4 separate regions of the Mus musculus genome follow, and all the other regions are linked to region 1. Evidence: chromatin contacts called from public Hi-C and promoter capture Hi-C data. All regions are on one chromosome and are shown on one strand. The core of a region is the stretch at or near the end of the contact, and the rest is flanking DNA. Distances in the headings are between cores, read along the strand shown.

The links. Promoter capture Hi-C pulls out the DNA fragments that hold promoters and counts their contacts. A called contact is a pair of places that touch in the nucleus more often than the background predicts.
Region 2: a contact with region 1 is called in a promoter capture Hi-C map of neutrophils, with 4 times the contacts expected there. The contact joins the promoter of Chn2 here to the promoter of Hoxa11os in region 1.
Region 3: a Hi-C map of uterus shows a contact between it and region 1, with 12 times the contacts expected there. The contact joins the enhancer-like site here to the promoter of Hoxa11os in region 1. A contact is called at or near these places in 3 of 39 promoter capture datasets (cranial neural crest, hippocampal neurons and stem cell-derived epiblast-like cells), 9 of 484 Hi-C or Micro-C datasets (nephron progenitors, pre-B cells and uterus), 2 of 115 datasets of contacts at active chromatin or transcription factors (embryonic limb bud and large pre-B cells) and 4 of 9 other capture datasets (embryonic stem cells, embryonic tail, embryonic trunk and 1 more).
Region 4: a contact with region 1 is called in a promoter capture Hi-C map of pre-B cells, with 4 times the contacts expected there. The contact joins the enhancer-like site here to the promoter of Hoxa11os in region 1. A contact is called at or near these places in 4 of 39 promoter capture datasets (liver, pre-B cells and second pharyngeal arch cranial neural crest), 4 of 484 Hi-C or Micro-C datasets (all in uterus), 1 of 115 datasets of contacts at active chromatin or transcription factors (embryonic limb bud) and 1 of 9 other capture datasets (liver).

What each region holds. Positions count from the first base shown.
Region 1 is chr6:52,241,809-52,248,642 of GRCm38.p6, reverse strand. It overlaps Hoxa11os (homeobox A11, opposite strand), which reads right to left and starts at 3,400. Exons shown (of 5, transcript NR_015348.1): 1 at 2,827-3,400; 2 at 2,443-2,658; 3 at 2,112-2,328; 4 at 1,835-1,980. It overlaps Hoxa11 (homeobox A11), which reads left to right and starts at 2,833. Exons shown (of 2, transcript NM_010450.3): 1 at 2,833-3,632; 2 at 5,051-6,538. The coding sequence starts at 2,924. The coding sequence ends at 5,283. LOC115490410 (a long non-coding RNA gene) reads right to left here and starts at 5,408. Exons shown (of 2, transcript XR_003956437.1): 1 at 5,322-5,408; 2 at 4,130-5,201.
Region 2 is chr6:54,035,956-54,042,789 of GRCm38.p6, reverse strand. Chn2 (chimerin 2) reads right to left here and starts at 2,858. Exons shown (of 13, transcript NM_001163640.1): 1 at 2,635-2,858. The coding sequence starts at 2,683.
Region 3 is chr6:50,809,685-50,816,518 of GRCm38.p6, reverse strand. C530044C16Rik (RIKEN cDNA C530044C16 gene) reads right to left here. Exons shown (of 5, transcript NR_045984.1): 5 at 1,625-2,375. Gm31455 (a long non-coding RNA gene) reads left to right here. Exons shown (of 5, transcript XR_869068.3): 2 at 3,412-3,506; 3 at 5,199-5,328. Among named protein-coding and RNA genes, the nearest start is that of Gm31455, 9.2 kb to the left of the region's middle. Within about 2 kb of position 3,053, at least 11 of the 459 cell types and tissues checked have an H3K27ac peak or open chromatin away from gene starts, as enhancers often do. A contact at or near this core is called in uterus, where this site is marked.
Region 4 is chr6:51,002,541-51,009,374 of GRCm38.p6, reverse strand. Gm46959 (a long non-coding RNA gene) reads right to left here. Exons shown (of 4, transcript XR_001785245.2): 2 at 6,735-6,834. Among named protein-coding and RNA genes, the nearest start is that of Gm46959, 4.5 kb to the right of the region's middle. Within about 2 kb of position 4,209, at least 36 of the 459 cell types and tissues checked have an H3K27ac peak or open chromatin away from gene starts, as enhancers often do. A contact at or near this core is called in embryonic limb bud, pre-B cells and uterus, where this site is marked.

The DNA.
Region 1 (6,834 bases), core at 2,151-4,650:
CCTGCTGACACCCATGGGATACAGACCTGCCGGCTCCTATTCAATTAGCCCTCCCCGAGAACCTAGGAAGCACTGGCTGTGCAGAACACTGCACAGTGCCGCACCGACCTTTCTGTGGGTACCCCTTCTCCCTGGCATCCCGGGAAGTCGAGTTAATTATGAGAGAAGCTGCCATGTAGTCAGGGGAGGCGGCCTGGCGTCCCCCGCGGCTGAGCCACCTCGGGCCCCACTGCTCAGGCACAAGCTGAAGTTGACTGCCAAAACTGCTATAAAACCACAGGTCTGTCTAGAACTGTTTTCGGTTCTCCTAGACGCCCCCGGGTTCAATTATGGTCTTAAAAGCCCTAATGCAAGTGCAAGAATTTGTTTGCCTTCACCCAGGGGCGGGGCGAGCCCTGCAATGGTGGCGCCTTTGTTATAGCAAAGTCACTGAAACCCTTCATGCATTCCTTTTGTTCGAGGGAAGGGGTATTGAGGACTGGGTGGGCTGCTGAAGAAAGTTTGAGGTAGCAAAACCAACCCAGAGAGCTGTTCTTGTAAGGCCTTTTGCAAGCCCACCTCCCTTTTCTATCCGGATCTCCAGAAAGACAACCGTGAAGAGACAGATATGCTTGCCTCCTTGGTAACTGATAGAAATAGAAGTTTTTGCTGCAGGACCATCCTGTCGTTGTGATCCTCAGCTTTAGAAGACCTGAAGCTACCCTTTCCCAACACCCTCTCTCCCTCCTGAATCTCATGCAAACGCCGTGGCAGTCATCTATGAAGCCACAGTGAACAAATATGTCAAGCTGAAGATGCACAAATAATTTCAAGTTCAGCTCTCAGGGATTTCAAGGGGCATGAAAGTTCCTGCAGCAAATCCTGAATAAAGAGTTCATTAAACCAATGTGTCCGAGTAGCTTGATTTGTGATAAGCAGCCCTTGTAAAAGAGAGGGGGGTTGGAGCCACATAAACATTAATGCTAATAAATTAGTTTACTCCACTACACAGTAATTACTTGATATTATTGATATTTACAGTGGGCATTCATATGCAATGGTGGGTCATTATTTGGAGAAAATACATAACGAGAGTAGTTCTTTTCCAGAGCAATACATGATTAAATTTGTTATTGAGTCAGTTACAGTCAGCTCAGCAATAAATAAATAAATCGATGTTGACACTTAAATACCAAAGATCTTAGCGTTTATACTCTAAATCTCCCCAAGATATGTAAATACCTTTAACTATTTCCTGAATGAGGAAAGGGAAAAAGGTTTTCATTTTTCACTTTTGACTGTTGTGACACCCTAGCACCTTCCAAGAAGGGAGTTGTGGTGAGACCCCTGGTCTGGAGCCCCATCTCTGCTCAATTTGCCTAGCTGTCCTGCGCCCTCTTTTTTCTCTTTCATTTTCCCCTAAGTACATCTTTGGTCTTGCAGAATGGCAGTCGTTATTTTATCTTCTTAATCCCCATTTCCTCCTCGGGAGAAAGCTAAATGCAACTTAGCAGCCAAGGCCTCTTTAGAATTATCTATCTGTACAGCAAGCCTTGCCCTTTTGAGGCATCTCTGTGGCCCAAGGTGCAGGCAGGCAGGAGAGCATCTCTCTTTTCTTTGGCATTGTGCTTCTCCTGTGGGCTAAAGAACAAGAATGATGGGAGCTGTCTCAATTTCTGCCTTGAATATCCTTTGCTTTCACTCTTAGGTTTTGCAAGAAAGAAGAGACTCTTTTCTTAGCCAGGACTCCTTGGGCCAGTACTCCCTCTTTGCCACCCTCCTTTTCCCTCACAGCTCTGAAGCCCTGCAAGCAGCCTGGTGCCCCCCCCCACCCCCACCCCAAGGTGCAGCATACCCAGGAGAAGGCTCCTCAGCGCCTCTAAAACAGCCCAAGGTTCGCCTCAATTGCATGGTTTCCCGATTCGTCAGCTTCAGCAGACCAGGCAGCTTGCGGACCGGTGAGCAGAAGTGCCTCTGGCTCTGAGGAGTCACTCCGAACCCCTACAGGCAGCGAGGAGAAGGGGTTCCTTCAAGGACAGGGTGTGGGGTAAGGAAGTAAGCAGAAAGATACAGGGAAGGTGGAACCCGGGTAAGACGAAGGCCCTTCCGGACAGCGCGGATTATTGACAAACCGCGGAGGGAAGCCGCTTTGCCTGTTGGCGGTTTGGGGACGGAAGGCACTAAAGCGCTTCGGAAGTGACCGTGAATGAGAGCGTGTAATCAAGTCACCGTGCAAATCGGACAAGCCACGAGGCCGGCACATCCGTGCCGGCGAAGCCTGGCCCCAAATGGGGTCCAGCCAGGGTCTGAGGCTGGGGGGCTTCCCAGAGCAAACCTGTGGGAGGGGGGCTGCGAAGAAGGTGCTGAACGTAAGCCTTCGGATAACAGACTCCGGGACCTGAAGCTATACAATTCCGGGCTTTCACCTGGCCACCCCCAGCCCAGAGAGTATCCCTCACCCACCGGGGAGTGGGGGGAGGCGTCAGGAGTTGCGCTCTCTTGCCGCCCTCAGAGCACTCGTGGACCAGGACCATGTAGCTGAGCAAAGGAGAGCTGCCCGGGGGCGCACCCCAGCCTTTCTGCGCGCGGGGAGGCCCCCCAGCCAACATGAGTTACACCGGCGATTACGTGCTTTCGGTGAGAACACCGAGTGACGATCTGTTGCTTCCCCTGAGGTGGCTACAAAGAAAGGAAGCCGAGGAGGGAGGGGAGGGGAAAAAAGGAAAGGGAGGGGGGTTAAAAAAAAAAAAAAGCCGGGACTAGCTCGCGGCTTGTCAATTTCAACATCGGGTCACATGACCAGCACCTCCCTGCTAAGGATGGGGATAGATTTCCACGTCAGCTTACGTCTCCAAATTTCTACTTCACGGATCCGCTTCAAAGAGGCAGCTGCAGTGGAGAATCATGTTAAGCTCGGCTACTGCGGAGAGCCCAAGGTAGCCCAATGATGGATTTTGATGAGCGTGGTCCCTGCTCCTCTAACATGTATTTGCCAAGTTGTACTTACTACGTCTCGGGTCCAGATTTCTCCAGCCTCCCTTCTTTTTTGCCCCAGACCCCGTCTTCGCGCCCAATGACATACTCCTACTCCTCCAACCTGCCCCAGGTCCAACCCGTGCGCGAAGTGACCTTCAGAGAGTACGCCATTGAGCCCGCCACTAAATGGCACCCCCGCGGCAATCTGGCCCACTGCTACTCCGCGGAGGAGCTCGTGCACAGAGACTGTCTGCAGGCGCCCAGCGCGGCCGGCGTGCCTGGCGACGTGCTGGCCAAGAGCTCGGCCAACGTCTACCACCACCCCACCCCCGCCGTCTCGTCCAATTTCTATAGCACGGTGGGCAGGAACGGCGTTCTGCCACAGGCTTTCGACCAGTTTTTCGAGACGGCTTACGGCACCCCGGAAAACCTCGCTTCCTCCGACTACCCCGGGGACAAGAACGCCGAGAAGGGGCCCCAAGCAGCAGCTGCGACCTCCGCTGCGGCGGTGGCGGCGGCGGCCACGGGCGCGCCGGCAACTTCAAGTTCGGACGGCGGCGGTGGCGGCGGCTGTCAGGAGGCGGCGGCGGAGGAGAAGGAGCGACGGCGGCGACCCGAGAGCAGCAGCAGCCCCGAGTCGTCTTCCGGCCACACTGAGGACAAGGCCGGTGGCTCCGGTGCGTATAAAGGCAGCGCCCAGCGCTTTATGAAAGGGGAGTTGGGAATCTAGCGCAGCACCGCTGTTAAATTTTTATATGCTGTTTTATAAGCATATAAGGTTTATGAAGGGCCTTTAGGTTTCCCCCAACAAAACTTTGTTATAAAAGGAGGGATCACGTGGCGAGTGCTGAAATTGGCCGTGAAATACCCACCGGCCAAAGCATGCCTGCAGAAAAAAAAAAAAATACAACTCCCCTTTTTCCTTTTTTCCCTTCTCAGCTCCCAAACTCAACAGCACGATCCCCGCTAGAGACCAGCTCCAGGCTGGGGAGCCGGAGGTGGGCGCCTGTAAATTCCCCCTACAAGGGCTTCAGGAGCCTTTGATAGCGGGGTAATCCGGAGATTTTTATAAAAGCCATGTGTTGCGGCGGGACTCCAGTCCCGGCTGGGATTCAAAGGCATCGGCTGTTTAATGATGGCGCTAAGAGCGCATTTAACAGATAAAGTAGCCCACTTAGCTCAAGCAATATATTAAAAGAAACAAATTAACTTAAATTTGGCCTTTTTGTCCAAAGGAAGCCATTTTCCTCTGGTCCGGTTGCAATTACATGCTGCCTTCTGTTATTCACAATTGTTTTTAAATCAGTCAAAAGTTGTGTGTGTGTGTGTGTGTGTGTGTGTGTGTGTGTGTGTGTGTGTGTGTGTGTGTTTCTTAAAGGTGAGGGTGAACAAATGGATCCTGCCTGAGGCTTAAGGTAGCCTCTCTTTCCTCTACCCTTCCTAAACTAGCATCCCTACCCTGCTGAGGGCCCTCTGGCAGTATGCTGACGGTGTGTACTGAGTGAAGGCCTGGGTAGGGGTTTCCTCTGCCACCTCCCACCTCGAGAGAGCTGGGAGGCTGGCGGAAGAGGCAAGAACTGATCAGAAGTCAGGCTGACAAAGACCCCTCAGCCGCCCCAGATGTTAAGGAGGGCTAAATCATGGCGGCAAGCAGGAAAGCCTGGGGCCAGGATGCATGCCTTTACTGCCTCGGGAACAGGCGGCCCAGGTGCTGAAGGTGAAATGTCCTCGGGCGGCTGTTTGTTTAGTCTGGCGGGGCAAGGAGCAGCCCGCAACCCCCACTTGCCTCCGTTCAAAGCAGTTCAACCAGCGCAAACTCGCCTGTTGCTGTGAGGAGCCTTCCTTTCAGCTCAAGGGGCAGCCTGAGTCCTTTCCCTGGGGGCCTATCTAGTGAGCTGGCTTTTATCTGAAGCCGGCTCCAGACTGCAACTTGTCCCTGACCAGCAATAGAAGCCTGAAGGCAGGGGCCTGGAAAGACTTTGAAAGGGCCTGGATTGGGCCTCCAGACCCTGTGGCCAGACCTTCTCCAATGGGGGTCCTGGGAGAGGGTTGCACCCCTATCGCCCTCTCACTCTTTGCCTCTCTCCTTCCTTAGGTGGCCAACGCACCCGCAAAAAGCGCTGCCCTTATACCAAATACCAGATCCGAGAGCTGGAGCGAGAGTTCTTCTTCAGCGTCTACATCAACAAAGAGAAGCGTCTGCAACTGTCCCGCATGCTCAACCTCACCGACCGTCAAGTCAAAATCTGGTTTCAGAACAGAAGAATGAAGGAAAAAAAGATTAACAGAGACCGGTTACAGTACTACTCAGCTAATCCACTTCTCTAAGGCTCCAGCCTACTGGAATTGGGAGGGGGGCTTCATACATGTGAAATAATATGCAGATTTTGCCCTTGACAAGGTCAAGCCACATTGCGACTTGGAAAAGGGGGGTGATATAGGAGAGAGGAGAGGTTTCCTTATCAGAGATTCGTCCAATAGGAAGGGGGCCTGAAACTCTCTTGGTTCAGATCTCCGTGGTTAAGCTTCCTATTAGTAATTGAATTCTAAGGGTTGTGAATCAACAGAATGAATGGTTTGGGACCCCTGGTGGTTCACTCTTAGAGCCTGCAAAAGCTTTGAGCTGGGTGTGGTCACTGGAGATTGGGCCCCCTGCCAAACCCTAAGGAGGCCACCCGCTCAAGACCCTCTGCACAGAGCCTGCCCACCCCCAGGTCTCCCAAGTCAAGAAACTGTGTGCCCCAAGCCTAGTTCAGCTTGGGGATAGGAGCAGGAGGAAAGGGGATGACTCCTAGAGATTCAGGCTGGGGTTGCTTTCCAAAAGTAATGTGAAAGACAGTTAACCAAAAGGTGGCTGTGAAAAGGGAGAGAGAGTGGGAGGGGGGTGTCCTGGAGGAAGGAGAAACCTATCCAGATGTCATTAATATCATCCCACCACTGATCTGCACCCAAACCTGAGCTCCTAGCAGCCACCTTCTGCAGCCTACCTGGGTTTTCTACCTCCCAATGGTGGTGATGGGTCTTCCATCTCAGAGCTGACTATTCCTAGGGTAGAAGACATTGAAAACTCCAGAGGCTGTGCTGGTTCCTGGCCCCTCAATCTCTACAGGAAATGCCTGCGGAGGGCTACAGTTTGGCAAACTCTTCACCACATTAAGGAAACTTGGATTTGGTGTCTGTCAGGCAGCAGAGCAGCAGGCCTGGCCAGTGGGTCCTTGGCCTTTGGCTGTGAGGGGCTGAAGTTCCCCCCCCCCTCCCAAATCCCTCATTCCTACCCTGCACTCTGTGCTCATCAACTCAGAACTGAGCTTGGAAGCTTCTGGCAATCTTCTAAGAGCCGGAGAGTGATTTGGAGCTATTTTAAAAGATAAATATTATATTATATATATATATTTCCCCGAAGGAACCAAAGCGAATTTTAAGAAGCAATGTAGAGGGGGGGGTGGGGATAATAAAAATATTTAAAGGCTCTATCTGTTTACAGTGTTCCAAGGTTAAACTCGCTCACTGCTAAAATATTTGAATGTATGCTTCATACAGGGATGGTGTTCAAAAGACTGTAAATAAAGAAACCATAACCTACTGTGTTTCAATACTCCTTTCCCTATCCCCATTAGCTGACTTATTTGAGGGTGCTGGGGAGAGTGGTCTGGGGATGGTCTTTTAATCTCTTACAACACTGTGACATTTGGAAAGGGCTGGCATACTGAGAGCCAGACTACTAAGACCTGAGAATGTCCTCTGGGGAGCCAGGCGCTCTCCAAATGAATCTCTTCTGCCTCCCTGCCTTAAGAAATCCCTGGTGGTTCTGTCTGTAGTGAGCGCCTTTGGCCGGCCCTTACTCAACATACATTTCCTATACATTTTAACACAGAGAGA
Region 2 (6,834 bases), core at 1,609-4,108, 1.8 Mb before region 1:
TTTTAAAGATGTGTGTGTGTGTGTGTGTGTGTGTGTGTGTGTGTGTAGGTGTGCCTATGGGCACGCATCCATCCCATGGGGCTGGAGTTCCAGGTTGTTGTAACTCCTTTCGATGTACCAAGGGTACTGGGGACTGAACTCAGGTCCTCGGGGAAGAACAGCAGTCTCTCTTAACCACTGAGCCATCTCTCCTCTACATCAAGCACTCTTACAAATTAGACCGTGTGCCCAAAACTCAGCATACTGATTTAATGGGGAAATTGAAGCCAGGAAAAATTTAAGTAACCCACCCACCTCAAGATGCCTCACTGGTCAGCAGTGGAGCCAGAATTCAAATACAATGATCTCAGAAGCTTGAAGCTACAAAGAAAGCTAGAATTATCTTCCTTGCTAAGCCTTGAAGCCCAAGCCTGGCCCACAGTTGGCCCTTCCGCATGGTGACTAATGGGTTCACAGAGTGCCCTACTTTCTCAGACTCTGGCCTTTGCCTGAGAGAACCCAGCTGCTCTGAGAAGCAGGCTCTATTCTTTGCTGCTCAACACCTCTCACAGGTGTGAATTGCTTGTGTCCTCTGAATTATTCATTATCTACACAATGGTAAGTGTGCTTTTTAAAAAGAACTATGATTCCATATTTTGCAAGACAAAGTGTCTGATGAATTGGGGAAGTAAGCTATATAAGCCCACAGGTCAGGTTGATTTACATGAAATAGTAAATAGATTTATGTCCACTCTTGGCATCTCAGATTCCATGCAATTTCCCACAGTTTCCAACAGGATTAAAAACGGGCGGTCCATAAAACGGGAGAGAAAGCCATTGTAAGCATGCCTCCCCTATCTGCAAAACAATTACCACCCTCTACAGCTTATCCTGGCATCTTGGAGCAGCAGAGTCCTCCCAGGGCTGAGTTAGGATTTGTCATCGGGCTTCTTAAGCTGTGTCAAGATGCAGAATTTCCGATGCCACAGCAGCTGTGATCCACGCCTCCAGCGGACCCTGAGATGATGCTGTCTCCTCGCCTTCCTCAGTTGGCCCCCTTGCTACCTTTCCCCCCCCTCAGTCCATCAAACGGGCAGGCTTTGGAGAGGGAGAAACATGTGCTAATAGGAAGCCAACATCTCTGCATCTTAAATTCAATGTTAGTCAACCAAAATGAATTGAAACGCAGCAGCAGTGGTTTGAGGGTACTAAAAATAAGCCTTAGCATTTGCTGAGTTCTCAGAATTAAAACCACAGGCGGTCAACTTGTTGCTGTTCTTAATAAGAGCTGACTGCTCTGCCCACCAGTCCCTACTGCCAGCCGCTTAAACTACCGGACACCTAACAATGCTGTTTTTATTAGTTGGCAGCAGTCATTAAAGGAAATGTCATTTCCCTGGGACTAAACTTTCCCTGGGACTAAACCTGGCCAAAAAAAAAAAAAAAAAAAAAAAATAGCATGTAGCTTTCAAGAGAACACCTACACTGGTCACAGTCACCTTGTGTCTACAATCTGATTAGTTACACATCCATAGCTATGATTCCTTTTAATGCCTGCCTTCCTGCCAGTGCTGCATCTCTTCTCCACTCCGGATTTAATTTTTGGAGAATAAATAAAAGGAACTCAATTGTGGACACCATACAGTAGTAACACACTGAGCATTCCCACCAGGACTTGAAGACTGTTGTCTTGGACCCTTGAGTTCTGTATACCATGCCAAATGTCTTACCAGCCATCCCTTCAGGGTTTCTTATTAAAGTTTTCAGTGACCAAAGGGGTAGTAGAACTGTACCTAATGCATCAGTCTGATTAGAAACCTGTCATGTTCAGAAACCAGAGGGGCTGCCTCCATTGATTCTTATGCATTCACATTCATTATCATTTTTTTCTGTTCAATTAGACCTGCTGATCAACCATAGAAAAGCTTGAAAGCCCTTCTTTCACCCAGCCACATTTAACACTGAAAAAAAAAGAAGCCTTGAAAGTAAAATTACAGCCCCCACCGCCCCCCTCCCGCGCGCACACATGTTCTCTGTGTCTGTCTCACAGTCTCTCTGTCTCTGTCTGTCCCTACACACACACACACACACACACACACACACACACACTCACACACACACACTAAACACGCCAGGAGTCAGAGGCTGGGCTCAACCTCCATTCCACTATCCCACTTCAGTCAGATGAGCAAGACACATTTTCGTCCTGGCTGCTCTCTCAAACCCATACCCCAAGCGAGTGTCTCCAAGGAGCTAATTTCTGAAACAAACAAAGAAATCCGAGTCTGCAAGGAGCTGGGGTTTGCACCCTTCTTTGGCTCTGAGTATCCAAGGTTTCTGGCACCAAGGCAGACAGGTCCCGAGCCCAGCTGTGCCCTCAGCTTCCCTGCGCCTTCTGCCCCTGTTCCAGCTGTGCAGAAAGTGCAAGGCTGCTGGCAGCTACTGCTCGCCAGGAGCCCCAGACTCCAGGTCCGCACGCCTAGGACACCACCGAGTCCCACCACTACACTGTCACCGCTCAGACGCAAAGGTGTTGACCACCTTAACAAGTGTCCCAGTGACGCTCGTGTCCCGCGCCACGCTCTCCTAGAGCGGGAGGGACGGCCACAGGTAGACTCTCCATCCCAGCACGGGCGCCCGCGCGCTGAAACTCACCAGAGGACACGGAGGAGCCGGACAGACTAGAGTTGCTGGATGCTGCCATCTCGGCGCCGCGCGTCACCGCTCTCTCAGTCCTGGTGCGGGCGGCGTCGCCGCTGCCCTCGGCCGGCTGCTCGCAGCCCGCGCGGCCCCCAGCCCATGGCAAAGTCCTGGGGACGCGCGGGAAGCACCGGCCTCCGGACTCTGCCTGTACTTCCTGCTCCGCCAGATGACGCGCTGCCGCCGCCGCTATTTATTCGTGCTCGCCGTCCCTCTCGGCGCCTGGGCGCACTCCGCTGCGGGCGTCGAGGTGGCAGGGGCACAGCGAGGCCAAGGCGGCCGGCCAGGAGGATGGGACCACCTCTCTCGGCGTCCCCGCTGTCCCCGCCGCGGGCCCGCTCCCTGCGCGCGACTGGAACCTGGGCGCCCTTCGGCTCCCGGCACTGACTCTAGGGATCCAGCCTCTCCCGCCGCCGCACTTCGAGCGGCCCGGGCAAAGGCGGGGGAGACAGATAGACAGCGACCTCCCCCTTCTCCCTCCTCCCCAACTCGGCTCGCGCGCGCACACAAAGGAAGGAGAGGAACGCCGGCGCTCCGGGCTGAATCCGCTCGGCCGGCTTGACAGCTCCTGCAACCCTGGCTGCAGGGGGAGGCTGCAGACCAAGGGGTGGAGACCATCAGGACTCGGAGCCTGCCCCGAGGTGTTGGGCACGCCGCCAGGGACGCGAGGCGGGCCGGGCAGCAGTGTACAGTGCTGCTTCCCGAATTAGAAGGGGATGGAGGGGTCGTAGGAGGAAGGTGGTGGGACTGGCAGCAAGCTCTAGGTTTGGATCAGCCACACAGCTCGGGGGAGGGGGTGCAGGGGTGGGGGTACTTCCAGAAGGAGAAGACAAGGTCTCTAAGGATTACGTGCGGGTTTGGAGCAGGCCAGGATGCCACCAAGGCTGGGAAGCGCCCTTCCCATCACCCTTTAATTTGTCCTTTGTTGGTCAGGAACCGAAGGTCCCTGCCCTGCCACAAGAAGCGTCTCCTAAAGCAGAGAGAGCTGATCTAGCTACACTTAAGTACCCCAGACACTGGCAGGGACAGTGCCCCCAAAGTCCACTATGCTTCTGAGACCGGTGCTAAAAGAAATAGAGACATCCCAAAGGTGGCATCGGTCTTACACAAAGAAAGTGGTTCTCTGCCCCTTGGTAGGATCTTCACAAAAGACTGACTCTGCAGCAGGTGCGACTGAATCCTTTAAGGATAAGGAATTGCCTAGGTGTACCGGAGAAAGGGACTGGAGCCGGTGTGTGCCATCCTCCTGTATTTAAACCTAAATTAATTTTACTGGAAGGAAATGTCATGCAGATATATATTTTTTAAAATCCGTTTCACGCTCCCAGCAGGGTAATCGGTTCTTTCATTCCTAAAGCTACAGAAAAACTGTGAAATTTGAACAGAAATTGTTAGATCAAAGGGAAAAAAAGCAAACATTAAAGGAATGAAAGTACTCTCATTATAGAGCAAAACGGAAAGTGTTCTCATTGGGAGCGGCACGATTTGAAAAACATGGCTAAAAAGGACATAGTCCATTTGAAAATGATCAGGAGTGACTCTGGAACAGCAGCGAGGTCCTGGGGGCCTCCACATCGGAAGAGGACCTCATGTACAGTGAATAATAAATGTTAAAGGATCATGATATGCACTCATGTCACATTTTCTACTTGATTTAAAGTATATGTTATATCCCCACCACCACCGGGGATGCCATCCCAGTGTGACTGCCCAACAAGTGCCCCACCCACTTTTGTTTGTTGATTAGTTTAAAGGGGTGGGATGGGGTGAACTTCTTGCTGAAAGCCTGTGGGCCACTTCAGTTACACTGAGCATTTTCTTCCTGGACTCCATTTACAGGGGCTCTTAAGACAGATCTGCCTGGGTCAACTAGACTCAGGTACTGCCAAGTCTCCCTACCCCAGACACTTTTGGAGGGCACTGCAACCTTGAGGTGACCTCATCTGGAGCCTTATGGGGACATATACTCACCCAGCATGATCTTGACCACTCTATGAGAGTGAAACTTCTTGGACACCCAGAGTTCAAGACATGACATGGCATTGGTTGTCTGACTAGTAATTTACAAAGCCCTCTGGAGCTTTAGATGGCAGACATGGCTATGTCACTGAACAGGATCATTACGACCTGGGCATTGAAGAAGACCAGCATCTCACTTCAAACTAGGATGTCAGCAAATACCTTATAGTTCTGTTTCTCCATTTCTACTACTGATAATATGGAGTCTTTTTAAGCATGAGAAAGATACTGGTTGTGAAGCCATACTGTGCCACGCCTAAAGACCTGTAAATTGTTTAGCCAAAAGATAGAACTAATTGTTTGAACAATATTTTTCTTCTCTCCTAGAGACAGCCAATTGTGACTTATTTACTGGGAAAATGTTTCATTTGTGGCCCAAACTTTCTATCTTTTCTTTTTTATGTAAGGTCCCAAATTGAGCAGTAAGTGATGGGCTTCATTATTTATGGTAAATTGCACAGAATGTCTGGTTCTATTTGTGCAGATTATATTTGCCTTCACAGAACTTTAGTAACAAAAGCAAAAGTGTGTGGGCTGGAGAGGTGGGTCGCCATTAAGAACATCTGTTGTTCTTGAAGAGGACCTGGGTTGAGGTGCCAGCACCCACATGGTGGCTTACAACCATCATTAACTCCAGTTCCAGGTGATCCAACACCCTCTTCTGAACTCTGTGGGTACCAGGAACCCAGGTGGCACGCATATGTGGAGGTTAGAATAGGAATGACCCATATAGACTCATGTGCTTGGATGCTTGGCCATAGGGAGTAGCACTATTAGGAGGTGTGGTCTTATTGGAGATGTGGCCTTGTTAGAGGAAGTGTGCCACTGTGGAGGTGGGCTTTAAGGTGTCCTATGCTCAAACTCCATCGAGTGTAGAATCCAGTCCCCTCCTTGCTGCCTGCAGATCAAGATGCAGAACTCTCAGCTACTCCAGCACTTTTGTCTGCCTGCATGCCACCATGTTCCCTGCCATGACAATAATGGATTAAACCTCTGAAACTGTAAGCCAGCCCCAACTAAATGTTTTCCTTTATAAGAGTTGTCTTGGTCATGGTGTCTTTACAGCGATGAAACCCTAACTAAGACAAACAAAAAGGCAAAACATATAGGTAAAATAATAAATTAAATATGTTTAAAAGCAAAGTATGGCCCAATGACTGTCTTCATTACTCCAAATTGTTGAAGGGATGGACGGCTTCTCACTGGGAAGGCACCACCACCACCAGGTAAAATCAGTGCAATACAAAAGTAGAGGAGAGCGCTTCCGTGAGGCCCAGCTTGTGATGGAGATCGCTGGTAAGCTGCTTGGAAGGGCAAACATGAAGCACCAGTCTCTGGACTGACAACTGAAAGGTGATGGCTCACCGGGACTGCTGACAGTTCATCAGCAGGGAAGATATAGCTGCTCGGGGCCAAGAAACCCTTTCTCCAATTCAAAGGCCAAGGGCCTTGAGTCTCCCTACCAGATGTTCCAGACCTAAAGTAACAAGCAGGACCTGGCACAATGTGTCAGTAGGTCCAGGAACCACTGGTGGTGGGACTTCTCATATAGCTCCCCAAGTGAAATGATAAAACCTCCGTTGTGTATTCAATTCACTCTGAATGGCATTACACAAGTCTGTATCATGTGAGATTTGTTAAAATCTAAGGTAATCTGGTACAGTTTTCTTAAATATTCCATCCACCTGCCTCCAAATGATAAAGGATCTTTGGAAAAAGGAGAGTTTGTCAATAATGGGCTCTGACATAGAATTTAAAATTGCCATTTTGCTTTGACTTAGCATTCGCCTACTTTCTTTTTGTATTTTTATATTTATTTGATGTGTATTTGCGTGTGTATTTGTATATGCACATGTTTACATGTGTTTGCATGCATATGTGTTTATATGTTTATATGTAAGTTCATATGTACACACATGTGTTTATATGTGTACACATGTGTTTATATGTATATATAGATGTGTGTGTGTGTGTGTGTGTATCCACATGAGGACAACTTACAGGAGTCAGATTTCATCCATCTATTATGTGACTCCAGGAATTGAACTCAGACCCAAGTCCTCAGGCTTGAGGGCAAATGTCCTAACTTACTAAGCCATCTTGCCAGCCCCTAACTATAATTTTAGCATCGATTTC
Region 3 (6,834 bases), core at 1,804-4,303, 1.4 Mb after region 1:
GGACGCTGAGATGGGAGGACAGTAACTTCACTGCCAACCTGTGCTACATAGAGAGTTCTAGGCCAGCCTGTGCTACATGCAGAGTTTTAGGCCAACATGTGCTACATAGAGAGTTCTAAGACAGCTTGTGCTACATAGACAGTTTTAGACTAGCCTGTGCTATAGAGAGTTCTAGGTCAGCTGGAGCTGCACGGGAAGAGCCCATCTTAAAATACAGAGAAAGAAAGGAAGACAGAGGGGGTGGGGAACTAAATCACTCAAGCAATGCACACATCCCCTCACTCTTGAAACAACTCTGAAGGGAATCTCCCACCATTCCTTCTGTTCTTCACCAGGGGAAAATCTCAAGCATAAAAGAGTATAAGGAAATTCCCTAAAGTCACGTTGACAGAAAAAGGCAAAGCCATGTCTAGCTCCAGGTTTGGCTAAGTGTAGACTTGGTGCTCTCAACCATTTCCGCCATTTTTGATGCTGCTGTCCTGTGGTTTACATGTCACATGCAAACATGAACTTATCGTCTATCTAAAAATAGTTTCCTCTCAGCTTGCTGGCTTTGTCGCGGTACTGACTCCTCACCATGGGGATTCTCAGCCACAGTTTACTAACCACACAGTGTCCAATTAGACGTCACAATTTCTATCCAAATAATTTTCCTGAGTTGGCAAGACCAGGCCAAGTTCTCGCCTGGGGATAGCCAGTCCCTACATAGGAAAGGGAGCCAGCGCCATCTCCACCTGGCTTGTCACAGCAGAGCACAGACCCAGAAACCATCCCTCTCACATCCCTTCACAACAGAGATCTGCTCTGCTCCATCCAGCTGCCGGCTGCTTACAGTTCGCCTTAGGCAATCTGCTGCAATTTTCCATGTCCCGATCTTATCCTCTATTAAAAAAAAAAAAAAAAGATGGGAAATATAATGAGCTGAAAGAATTCTGATAGCAGATGCAGACATCAAATTACACAGGTAGTAATCACACAGATTAGAAAACGTAATGAATACAGTATTCAAGCTGAATGCAGACAGTAAATGTTTCAGTCTGATACAAGCTACTTGTTAATAAAGTGAGATAACAATTGTCGCCTTATTAAAACTAGAGTCGCCTCTGTTTTCTTAGGGGACACATGTCACCCAGACCTCTGGACTGAAATGAACTGAAACTACACAGAGGACCGAATGGGCCTGGCCCACGTCCTCAGTTTCTGACTGCACTGCACAGCTCTGCAATTATTCATTACAGGCTGTTTTAGAAATTTGTCCTCACGTCCCTGGGCTCTTTTGTGAAAAATGCATTATTCATGGTATGTTATACACAGAATGGTACTGATTTGGGAGTCAGGAAACCTGGGTGTTAGTTCCAACTTCCGTCGTTAGATGTTGGGGCCTTGACTAAGGAAGAGTGTCGTGGGAATATTAAGTGGTCTGCTCCAGGGGTAAGGAGTGAGGGGGCATGTTGTCTACAGAGAACGTCAAACAACAATAAAATTGACTGAAGTCAGTCTGCTTTTTATTATCACCACGTGCCATCCATACAATGAAAAGATGTTCCTAACCCCTCAAATCACTTGGTCTGTGTTTGAAGGAATGCATTTTAACAAATAAATAAATTAGTAAGTACATTTGCTTCAAATTAGCACATTTATATTATTTAAAACAAACATATTTCACAAGGAGATAAATTTACAAATCGCACGGTCATGCACACAAAGGCAACGACAGACAACGTGCACAGGATACTTATGGTGGTTTGGAGCCATGAAAGATCCTTGGAGTTCTGTCTTTGGCCGTATGTCCTGACACACTCTTAAATAATAGATGTGGGATAAACAGTGCTTGCCGGGATTACAAAGACAAGACACAGAACTTGAGTTGATTCAAATCTGTTATTCTCTTCGACAACCTGGAAGTTTTAACCTACAGCGTCCAAGCCCAAACAGCGTGACTTGTGAGGTAGAAGGTCTTTGTTTGGTGAGTTAGACATTTCAGTTCCTTCAGGAAATACTGAATGAATTTTGAATGATAGTTTTAGATGGAGATCCACGTTGCTTTCAAACTAAAGGGGAAAAAAATCAATAAACAAAGGATAACAATAGGTCAAGATCCATCCCATCACTGACAACTTAGTGTGCTCTATAGAGGAGGGTGGCACTAAAGTGATCTGCCGGGACTGTCACAGAGGCTAGGTGACACCGGGCATGTGTTTCTGCCCGTGTACAGCTTGTCTCAGAGTAGAATATCACTTTTCAGGGAAGGTCCTCGGCAGCACTGGTTCTGCCAAGCTTCTCCACCAACAGTTCTAGTTTTAAGTAGGAAATACTGAACCTCCTGTGTCTTCTTGGACATGTGTGCTTGGATTCATGGCTTTAAGGACTCTCACCTAGATTTTAGAGAAAAAAAATATACATTAAACTCAATTATACCCAAGAACCACCAGATCCCTACTTTCTATTCTTAGAGAAAGAGGAGAGTTTTCATTTTGGAGTTGGGAGAGGAGCACTGGTGAGTGATGTTTAGAAAGGAAACATCTTTTGCCATCCTGGAGCCTTTCGGATGAACTTTGGGTTGAGTCTGTGGTTCTCAGATCTGTTGCATGTTGAATCCTCTGGGCAGCTTTGTTGAAAGTCCCACATCCTGGCTGCAGTCTAAAGCGATGACATCCACGTCCATGGGTGTGACCTCTGCATCATTGAGTCTAACATGCAGCTCAGTTGGAGCAGGCATGAGTTTTCTGTATCTTTGGGTCCTTCGCAGATATCAGCATGGATCTCCAGAACTCTGTGTCTCCACCACAACTCACTCCTAAGAACAACTGGGGGCAGGAAGACAAAAAGTTCCATGACCTGCTAGCCCAGCCACACTACAGTGCCAGGCAAAGGGCCTGCTGAGGAGCCCTACTTCCCAGACTACCTTGGTGACCTGAACCAGCGAGGTTGTCTGGAGCCTGTCAGAAAAGAGGATGCCATTAATAATAATAAAAAACAAATGGTCCCGTCAGCCAAAACCCCAGAGAAGTTGAGAAACGGGCTATTTGTGCATGAAGATGGTACCCAGATGCCTTGGATTGTGAGAAAAGCCAGAGTAGAGCAGGCGTGCAGCTGGTTCCCCCATTTCCAGGCTGATTTGTCGATTAACCTCCTGGAATTTTGAGCAGCGGCTCGTTGAGCCTGCTTCTCTCAATAGCCCACATAGGCCTTGCCTCTGGGACACAGTGTGCATTAAAAAGTTAACATTTATCACAGAGTTCAGCGCTCCATCAATATCTCATTGAACAGAGCAAAACAGCTCAGCTTCAGTGAGGCAAACCTTGCGGGAAGATAAATGCTAACATTTTCTTGAAAGCCTCGGCAATTATTCAAAGGCCCACCCCCGTGTCCCACCCTTCACCCCAGGTCTCTTCTCTCTCCTTTTGCCAGGATCTGCACCTACAATCCTTATTCGGCAAAATTCCCAGAGCCATTTTCTGTTTCTCAAACCCGTGGGCAGCGCCGCCGACATCAGCGGATGATCTGTGAGTTTTATCAGCAGCAGAATCGAGTTCTTGAGAACATAGTCTGGCTAGTACTGATTTCACAAACTGTTCCCAAACGGAGCGGCTGTTCCCTGACAACCCCACTTGGAATGAGAGATGCGAATCCTGAGGCCACATAGTTGCCCCCGAAGGCAACTCTGTATCACTCTTGTTCATAACAAAGGCTGTGCTTCCTGTAATGACTATAGAAATAAGTAGCATGGAGTCAGAGGAAGTTTGTCTGCACCCTGAGCATGCTTGCAGTGCGTACAGAGGCAAGCAATGCCGACTGCTTGTTGGACTCAGTCCTCCTCCTCCAGCAGGTAACTCTGTATCATCCCAGCTAGGCCTCCCGCTGCATTCAGTGGTGAATACTCCCTTTAGAAAGGCTGTTAATGCTTGTAACATCTTCTGCAAGTCCTATGCATTTAACCAGTTAGAGTTGGTCACTAACGTCCCACCCGCCAAATCCCATCTGGGGCTCTTTGCATTCATCTGCCATCTTGAAGTAATCTAGCATATGACTACTTCCAGTATGTTTGCTGCAGAATAGTAAGATCAGTTATACACAGAGACATTTTGTGGGGCCAGTAAGATGGTTCAGTGGGTAAAACCCTTCCCATACAAAGCCTGACAGGTTGAGTTCTAGCGGCTGGGGAGACAGGAGATGGATGTACCCTCAGTCACTTGGGACATCTAGTAGCCTGAGCTCTGAGTCTCACCCAATAGCTATGTAACACTCATGATGTCTATCGGGAGCACAGGAACCCCAGCCTCCTTATCAAATATGTCTATTGCAAGAGGCCAGCCCAGAGGCTGGAAGGATTTCATGACATGTAGCGTGTAAATTGCCCAGTAAACTTGGCATAACCCCAAACCCCCCAAACTTCTGGTCAGAACCCAGCTGCTAGGTGAGGAGCCCCTGCCTCATGGTTTGAGTGAATTTGAGACTTCATAGCTGGAAACTCACTGACTGAGAAAAGGGAATCATTTTCCCTTTAAACCTGACAGGTCCCAGACATCAGCTCCATCTACCCACTCTGAAATTATAGTATCATGATCCTACACAAAGGCTTGGGAATATGATGCTATATTTAGGTAAAGATCAAGTTAAATAATTCCATCAGACAATCTTAGAGTGGAGGCCTTATTTTTGAAGTACAGAAAGATGAATTTAAAGAGATCAAAGCTGACCAAATCTGCATTCAAACCACAAAGGATCTTACCTCTCTGCAGACTGACTTTCCTACCTTCCTTCTTTCCTTCCTTCCTTCTTCCCTCCCTCTCTCTCTGTATCTCTCTCTGTGTATCTCTCTCTCTCTCCTTTTTTTAATTTCTTCTTTAAGATCTAAGATTTTTGACACTGAAGGGAAGGAAAGAGATTTCTGAAAGCTACAGCCGACTTTAGTGAGGAAAGCGCCCAGGTGTATGGATTTAATTCCCATCATTGTCTTCTCAAACAGCAATGAAGGAAAAAAGCCTAAAGCCCTTAATGAGCGCAACAAATTGAGGGGCCTGTGTTACTGTTTCCACCAGGGTGTGTTTGGACATCAATCCCTCTACTAAATAACCTAATTGTCACTGGGAAAACAGGTTGGGAGAGGATGGGGAGAGATTATGGTATCTCAAATCTAGCATTCAGCCCCATATTTTCCACAAAACTAAGCAACAATTTCACATTTTTTTTCCTAGCCTCTTTCAAACTCCTTTACAGAATCAAGAGAAAGGAAACCTAGGCCGCCACAGAACCAGGCAGCGTTGAGCAGTATTCAGACAGAGCCCGAGTCCTGTTTCTTATTTATTCTGAACAACTTGCCGTCTGGTAATATTTTTCTGTTCTATTTTTAATGGCTATAAAGTTTCTATCACATTCAGTAATTATCTTCAATCTCAAAAGGAGAGGGGAAATTCTACAATAAGAACAACATGAGACATTCAGTGCGCAGGTGCCAGATAGTGTTGTTTTGTTTAGTGGGGATGAGATTGTAAAAATATGGTTCTTTATAAATGATGTTCTCAAGCTTATTTATAGACACCGTGACACTCCCTCTTAAACTCTTTATTTAATTGCTAACAGAAACGTTATTTCAAAGGGGAATTAGGGCGGTGAAAATATATTTTAAAGTGGTAGAGTCTCCAGAGCGATCCAATTGTTTCTCTCTATCATCAGCTACAGCTACTTAGGAAAAAAGAAGTTGGGAGGTAATTTAAGCCACAGCACACAACAAACAAAAGCGTTTTAAATTTCTCAGGAGCAAGCTGTGCTGTGCTACATCTTGAAGGAGATGGGAAGGGCTATCAAGGAGAATTTATTGTCTGGTGGCCACCTCTAGTTATTTAGTGAAAGTTGAGAGCAAAAAAAAAAAAAAAAAAAAATTCAGTGGTGGCTAAGAACACAGGGGTAAGCTCTGCTTTAAGGAAGTGTGTGTGTGTGTGTGTGTGTGTGTGTGATGGGGGGTGGGCTTTGCCAACAGTTCCATTTTTTAGATAGTACATCTAATGATTATACTAGGGTATTATGGTTACTATTGAAAGACTAAGACATGAACCACAACACTACAATTCACTAATCATGAATACGTATCATGATACAGTCAGGTTAAATGTATCTACCACACTTACCATTCACCATGGAATCCGTGAAAGCTAATTCTTTCCACTTATTGATAATGCCTATCAGATGGACATAAGAAAAGTAAATAAAATATTTTCCCCCAAAGGAAAAAAATCCAAAATCAAAAATACTCTACATCTGTCAAAGCATACGCATACTCGTTAGAGCCTCCTTCAGTTAAGTCATCTCTCTGTTTTGTTCATAATTCAGTATTCTAAGTTCATACTCTATCTGAGAATCAGGCTGATGAGAGTTTACTACAGAAAGGCCTTGGAAATACTATCCCATTCACTTGATAATCAAAAGACACTGTGAGGGGTCTCGGTTGTCAGTAAAGGAGTCTGATAGAGGAGAACGGAGGGCATCAGATGTATCCTCACAGAGTGACCTCAGATTTCTCAGTGCATCTGCAAGGGACATGAGGTAGTCTTTTCTTTGTTCCTGACACAGGCTGTGACTCTAAGGGGCTTGCAGGTCAGCCACTTCTGACTTCTTGGCAGCTGCTAAGCTAGGATTGCCCTGGGAGGACTGGAGGGTGGGGGTGGGAGTGGGAGGCAGACGGGATCCAGAACAGAAACCCAGGCTGGTGAAGCAGAGGGGATGATGGCCCTGCGACACTTTAATGCAGTGCGTTTTCTTCTGCTGACCTGAACATGAGTAAATAAAGATAACCCTGGTCACGAAACATAACCCACTTCCCTTCCAGAGGGACAC
Region 4 (6,834 bases), core at 2,960-5,459, 1.2 Mb after region 1:
TGTGCATGCTCGTGGGTTAGGGCTGAGGAAACAAAGAGATCTGCAAGCCTTAGGAGACCTTTTGATCACTTACTTTACATATGCAACCTATCTGTGTGGAGACAGAGTCTTGCCAGTGAGGCTGAGGTTTCTTAACATTGTCAGAAGAGCAATTGCGGCAATCCTATGAAGCCTTTCCATTGTATTTCTACTAATTTCCCCTGGTGTCAACGTGAAGATTGGCTAAAGGAGGGCTGTAATGGGTTGGTGAATGCCCCTTGGAGAAGAAAGCCCTTCAACATTGAAACTCTTCCTGTAGACAAGAGAGTGCCTGTGCCCTCTGTAGACGAACAGGCACATATGCCCACGCCTGCACCCTCTGCGGTGGACGCTTTAGAAATGTCTGCTGGACTTCGTGAGTGTGTGTGTGTGTGTGTGTGTGTGCGTGTGTGTAGGAGTTCTATCTTTTAATTATACTTGAAGGAACAATTTGATATTTACTTGTTGAATACATAAAATTTGGGGTGATCCAGAGCCTTAATATGCACATATCAAAGCATGATGCTTCATTAAACTATGTCCTGGAAATGGAATTTAATCTGTTATATTTGAAAATACCACAAAAAAAAAATCTACCAAAAGTGGTTGAACTTGGTAAATACGGGAGGGGAAAAGAAGGAAGAATGGACAGTTTCTGTAGGTTAGCTGTTAAAATGCAGTTTCATTTGCGGTTGCTGTAAATGGAATCAAATCATACTGACTTTGGTGAGCAAGACCCAGATGGACAGACAAACCCCTCATGTGCTCTTAGATACACTAGTGTTTTTAACTTAGAGTGCCTGTAAGGGTCAGAAAGCTACAAGAACTCTCTCTCTCTCTCTCTCTCTCTCTCTCTCTCTCTGTGTGTGTGTGTGTGTGCGTGTGCATGTAGGCCTTAAGGGAGGTGGATACCAATATGGTAGCAGCAGAGCAGCAAGGGATAGTAGTTGGGGGATCAGAAGAGTTAGCCAATAGTAAGTGTCTATGGAAAAGCCTCATGGAAACCTACTATTTTGTAAACCTAATAAGAAATGTCATCTAAAATTCCTTTTAAAAGTTTGAGCAGAGAAACCTGAATCAGTAGATAATGGCCTCCCCCATCCATGATGAATAAGAGAGCCCATGGAGTCCAAGGCTTGGAGCCCAGAACCTTTGCTAGGGATAGTAGAGGGACGAAGACAGGAAAGACACACAGACTCATGTACAGTGAAGCTGGGATACAGTGGGGTGCTCTAACTTCCACCACCACAGTCTGGAACCTCAGTGTGTTTATTTGGTGCTGCACAGGGAGAGGGGTAGGGTAGTCTTGGTGGCAGGTGCCTGTGAGGAACAGTCTTAGGCTATAAACAGCCCTGAGGAGGAAGCTGCCTTTGTTAGTCTGCACACAATGATCCATTAACACACAGACTCAGATTCCTGAAGAAAGCTCCCTCTTGAATCTAGCTGGCATGGGGAATAGCTTTGCCAGATCACTGGGGGCCTATTGGTCTTGGAGTCCTCAAGAGGTTGGGCCCATGTCACAACACAGGTCTGCACAAGCCTTCACTAGCTCTGCTTTCTGCACTTCCATATCACCCGTCGCTCATGAACGTTCTTTGTTACTGAGGAAGGAGGTGCCATTTTTTCAGTGGTGTGGCCATGGGCACTGAAGTAGGAAAACAGAACTTTGGAGGTATGTGTGGTGACTGAGTGTTTGAAGGACCCATAGCTTTCATACCCTGGCCGACATCCTCCTGATGGTCCCAGGGCACCTCATAAGTACAGTCACCATGGAGTAGTCCCATTCTACCTGAGCACTGGTCCTAAGACTTTGAGACAAGGGCAGAAAGGTACCCAAGAGGGAAGGGCCTTGCTCATGCATAAGGTTATTTTGGGGTGAACTTCAGCTGTTTGTGGGCAAATTACTGTGATCCTTTCTACATTAGTCCTTTATCTGTAAAAAGAAATGTGGCAATAGGCAGAACCACAGCCTAACATTTGGTATGCATTTTGTGTAGAGCCTGAGAAACCAAACCAAAGGCATATCTCAGTGTGACTGTACAGTCTTGCACGGTTTAGGCAAAGCCACATACAATAAGGCATGAGGTTCTTATAACACAAAAATAAATGTCTGTGAGCACATTTAGATATACTATAGGTACTGGGGGTGTGGGGGTGGGTGCAGGGGAGTGGCAGGCAGAAACAGCCAGCAGCCTTTCTCTTTCAAACAGGGCAAAACTTGAAAATCAAGGAGCTAGCCTGGAGCCATGGAAGACCTGTGAGGGACTGCCATGAAGCCAACAGTTCCAGGACGATGGAACTCTCAGGGAGGCAGGCCAGGCCAGTGGCTGTTTGGTATGTCTGGTTTCATCAGCTTCATTAGCTCCAGCATATTATTCTAAAAAATAGGAAGCCTGTGGTGGTGTGTAGTCCCAAGAGGAGGATATGCTTGCTACATTGTACATATGTGTAGGTGCCACACCTCAGGCCAGGCCCTCAGACCGTTATTATGTGTCAAGAAGTGAGTCCTAAAATATTGGCTGGCTCCAGAGAAAACAAATTTGCCATCTTGTGAGCTTATTTTTTTTTCTTTCCTCCTTTCTTTCTTTTAAAGACTAAATAAAATTAACTGCTTCCTACTAAATACTTGATTTACATCACATTTTGAATTTCCCATCATGTGAAGGGATTAATTTTTTCCCTAAGAGCAATGAAAATAACGGGCAGAAGCCAACAAAACAGTTCTTTGTGCAAGCTCCATTTATTTCTGCGGTCTGAAGGCCTTTTCGATTTCCTCGCACACAGAGAGAATCCCTCCTCGGCATGTCAAAATAGGGTCTTTTCAAACAACTCTGACACTGTGGGATTTCCCCTTCACTAGACACCCTTCCTTTTTCTCTCCTTGCCTTTCCTTCAGAGCGTTAAGAGTCTATGTGATGGTGTCGCCACTGAAGCTCTGTGTTTCAGGGACATCTTATTGAGCGGCTCAGCTTCAGCAGTGATGTCATCGCTCCCGGGTTGGGTATTGGAGAAGGATTAATGAAAACAAAAGGTTAGCCCTTTCCAGTCCTGGTTGGGGCCATGTTGTCTCGGTTTTGATCATTTGCCCCAAATTAAGATTTCTGACGAAAGCCCTCATGTCCATGCTTGGCTGGCAGTTTTATGGCTGACCAAAGTGTGTCCTGGCCAGGGTTCTGGTTGGCTGTGTGTTTATACAGGCTGTTAATCAGATGGGGAGGGGGTGGCCAACCTGGAGGCCGTGAGCAGAGCCACCCCATGTGCTGTTGTTATGCCTGCACTTTGTTACTACAAATTACATAATGACATGTTACATTTCAAAGTGTATTTTTACTTCAGGGAAAATTAAGTCAGTAAACAAACAACGCTGAGTTGGGAGGAGGTGCGGGGGGGGGGGGGGGGAGAAGGAAAGGAAAAGAAAAAAAAGGCCCCTGGTTTGCAGGTCTTCCTCCTAGAGAAGGCTCTTAATTAAACTGTAGCTATAAACAAATCGTTGTTTTATTGAAAAGAGAACCATCGAGTATAAAAGCTATTTTTAAAATTAGGATGTGAACAATTTCTGGACAGGGGTCTGGGCCGTGTTTTGGATTTTATGATCTGTACAAAATGAACGGGCCAGCTTGTGTGGCAATGGGAGGCTTGCAATTTTTGATTGCTAATCCCTCTTGAATGTGGCGGCTGCTGCTTTGCTTGAGTGGAGCCTGTAAACACCAGAATTGTTGTAGTGTTTCCAGGTACTAATTCAAGCAAAACTGCTTCATGCAAGTGTGGAATTGCCAACTGTGGAACTTGGGGGCTCATTTGTACAATATCTGCCCAATATTTGAAAGACTTCAAAGCTTAAAACAAAACAAAACAAAACAAAACAAAGCAAAACCTATAGCCCTCCAGATCAACTTCTAAACTGCTCACAGCCTACCTGTGAACTCAACGTACATTCTTTTCTGTGAGCTATTGAAATAAAGTCTGTGTTCAGGATCCAGGGTTACAAGGAATCTCTTTTGGGGCAGTGGTCACACTCATATATTATTCAATTACATGTGTATGTATTTGTCCAAACTCTTTCAGCATAAACTATGTTACCAGATGACAATGTGTCCTCGCTTTCTTTTTGCTACCTACATGGAGGAATGAGAAGGACACATACTAAACTGCATTAACAGTGAACCATTGGACCAAATCTAACCGATCTGAAGCCTGTGGCTTTCAGTTCACTCGGCTTGAAGTCTCTGGGTTTGCTCAGGTGTTTCCTTGTCACTGGGAATAGCAGCCACCCAGGAAATGGCTGGATGACAGATGGGCCCTATGGTATTTTATAAATATTTCTTAGGCCAAGTTATGGTGAGGCGATAATTTATCAGCACAATGCATGGAACTAACAATCACAAACTGATCCAAAGAGATGAGCTAAGCCTTCTTGCTCAGTTTATTTTTAGACTCAAGAGGTTGGAAACAACAGAGTTTTGAACTTTATAGTTAAAAGTTCAGACTTCCAAACACATGGAGAAAAGGAAGAAGGGGCCACAAAGTGATGGGTGTATATTGTACATTTTTTGTGGGTAAAAGGGACCATCTTGAACAATGTCATTTTCTAGCAATATGCAAATGTCCAAGTCATCCCACTCTCTCTTATTTTAAGGCAAAATCATGCTTTTCCTCTCATTTTTAACTCTTAAACGTCCATTTGAATAAGGAATTCAGATTATTTTGTTATTTATGAAAGTACTCAAGCTTGACCCAAATTGATCAAAAAAAAAAAACTTTTCAAAAGGTTTTGCTTGCAACTGTAGGCATCTCAGTCTAAGAACTGTCAGGGTTACTCTCGTGCTACATGACCTTGACTTAGAAGGTCAGTAAAACATTTTCAGTGTTGCCTGAGCTTTTGTTCACTGTTATCAAACAAAGAACAGCTCCATGAGAGAGTTGGGTATTATTTCAGGGCTTTTGTGCTAGGAACAATTAACCTAATATGAAAGACAGTGGTTCGAGATATTATATCAGAATTACTTCATAAATGAAGACATGTTATCTTTATTCTAGCTTTTGTGTTGAGCCAGCGTCTGAAGACATAGATGGAGTCACCATGACTTGCTGAATGAATTTGTGAGAAGGGAAATGCAAGGGACAACAGTGACAAAGGTTCTTTGCCCCTTATCTCTGATTGGGTAGTCTGAATTTCCCCAGGTTGGCAGCATCTCTCTTCTGCCCACTTCACTGCCCAGAGCACGGCTCAGCAATGCCAGAGCTCCTTTGTGCAAATCCAGATATGTAAAAAGAGGCTGAAGGCAGAAGGAAGGGTAAACGTTTAATTATCAGATGGCAACTTCAATTTAGAAAATAGACTAGTGTCCATCTTTCCTTCAACTTTGAACTTTACTCTTAGAAGGTATCTGTCCCTCTGTTTGTCCATCCAGCCATTGATCAGTGGGTCGATCCTCCATCTTTCCTTTTCCTGCCTTCTCTTCATTTCTTTCTTACTCTCTTTATACCTCTTTACCTACATCCCTCTTTTTTCTCTTTTCCAGAATAAAACCATGCTAACTCAGTAATGCAGGAATTAGAAATTAGCCCTTTAAAACCAATATTAACTTTTTCTTTTACAGAAAGATGGAGACTACCTTCTTTCCTTGGTTGTAACTCTTCTGATACTTATCCAGTGTGACCTATCAGAAAATCCCTTTGAAAATGTTGTTTAATGGAACTCAGGGAAATAAAAAAAAATTCACTTTAAAAAAAAGTTTTCTGATTATGGACATGTTGGTTAAGCCCTGTGGAAGCCTATTTTCATATGCATGTAAATCCACTTAAAATGAAGCTTTGCACTTTAAACCACACCCAGACATTTAAAACTCACGTTTTAAAATATAATCTAAAACTTTAAAGCATGCATAGAGAGGGCCAAAAGCCAGGGAGAGTGAGAGGATGCTTGCACATCACAGGAGCTTTGGCCTTGAAAAGTAAGTGTTCTAGAAAGCTCGACTGACCTTGCTGAGCAACAGCACTCACGTCGGATGCTTTGCAACCTGTGCACCCCACTATCCTGAGTATAGCAGACAAGGGTGCCATTTAGGAAAGTCTACTGATTGAATGAATACACCCACAGGTTTACTATTTTATATTTCTTTTCCTAAAGACATGAAACTCATTTCAGAAACGCTGGTTTAAATGGGTACAATTAAGTCTTTATCAGCTCCGAGCATTTCAGTCTTTTGCATGGAGAAATTTCTCAATCTGACAGAATAAGAAATGCATTTACATGGCCCGAGCTCTTAAATTGTCCCTTTCAATTAATGCCCCATCATGGAGCAATCTGGAAACCATTACTCAGTAACTCTTCATTATAATTGCTTGCAGCTGAGTATCCAGCTCTCGGTAATATAAGAATAAAAGAAAACTCAGTTAGTAACAAGTGCAATTGATTCCATTCAGAATTCCCTTGGTGCTCCGCCATGTTTGGCCTGCATAAGAGGAAACACGAGGTTCCCCCCTCCCCTTTGGGGGCCAGGAAATGAACTGGCAGACATGAGATGGTTTGTGTGGTGTGCGCCTTCATTTCTCAGCTGGTCCTTGTTAAAAATGAGACGGTGGGGCTCCTGCTCTCTCCCTCATCGGCTACATTTTCTTTTTTTCTTTTTTCTTTTTTTGGGGAGAGTTCTGGTAGTAGATAAAGCTACAAAATTTCTATTTGCTGCAAAGTAACAGCATCCAGAAACTCTCACCTTCTGCAGCTCCTCCAGCATATCCTGGAACTCACTTCTGGTGAGAAGTTGGTTTTCGGATTTTTCTCTCTTCTTACCTTGATCCCACACCTCTGAGAGC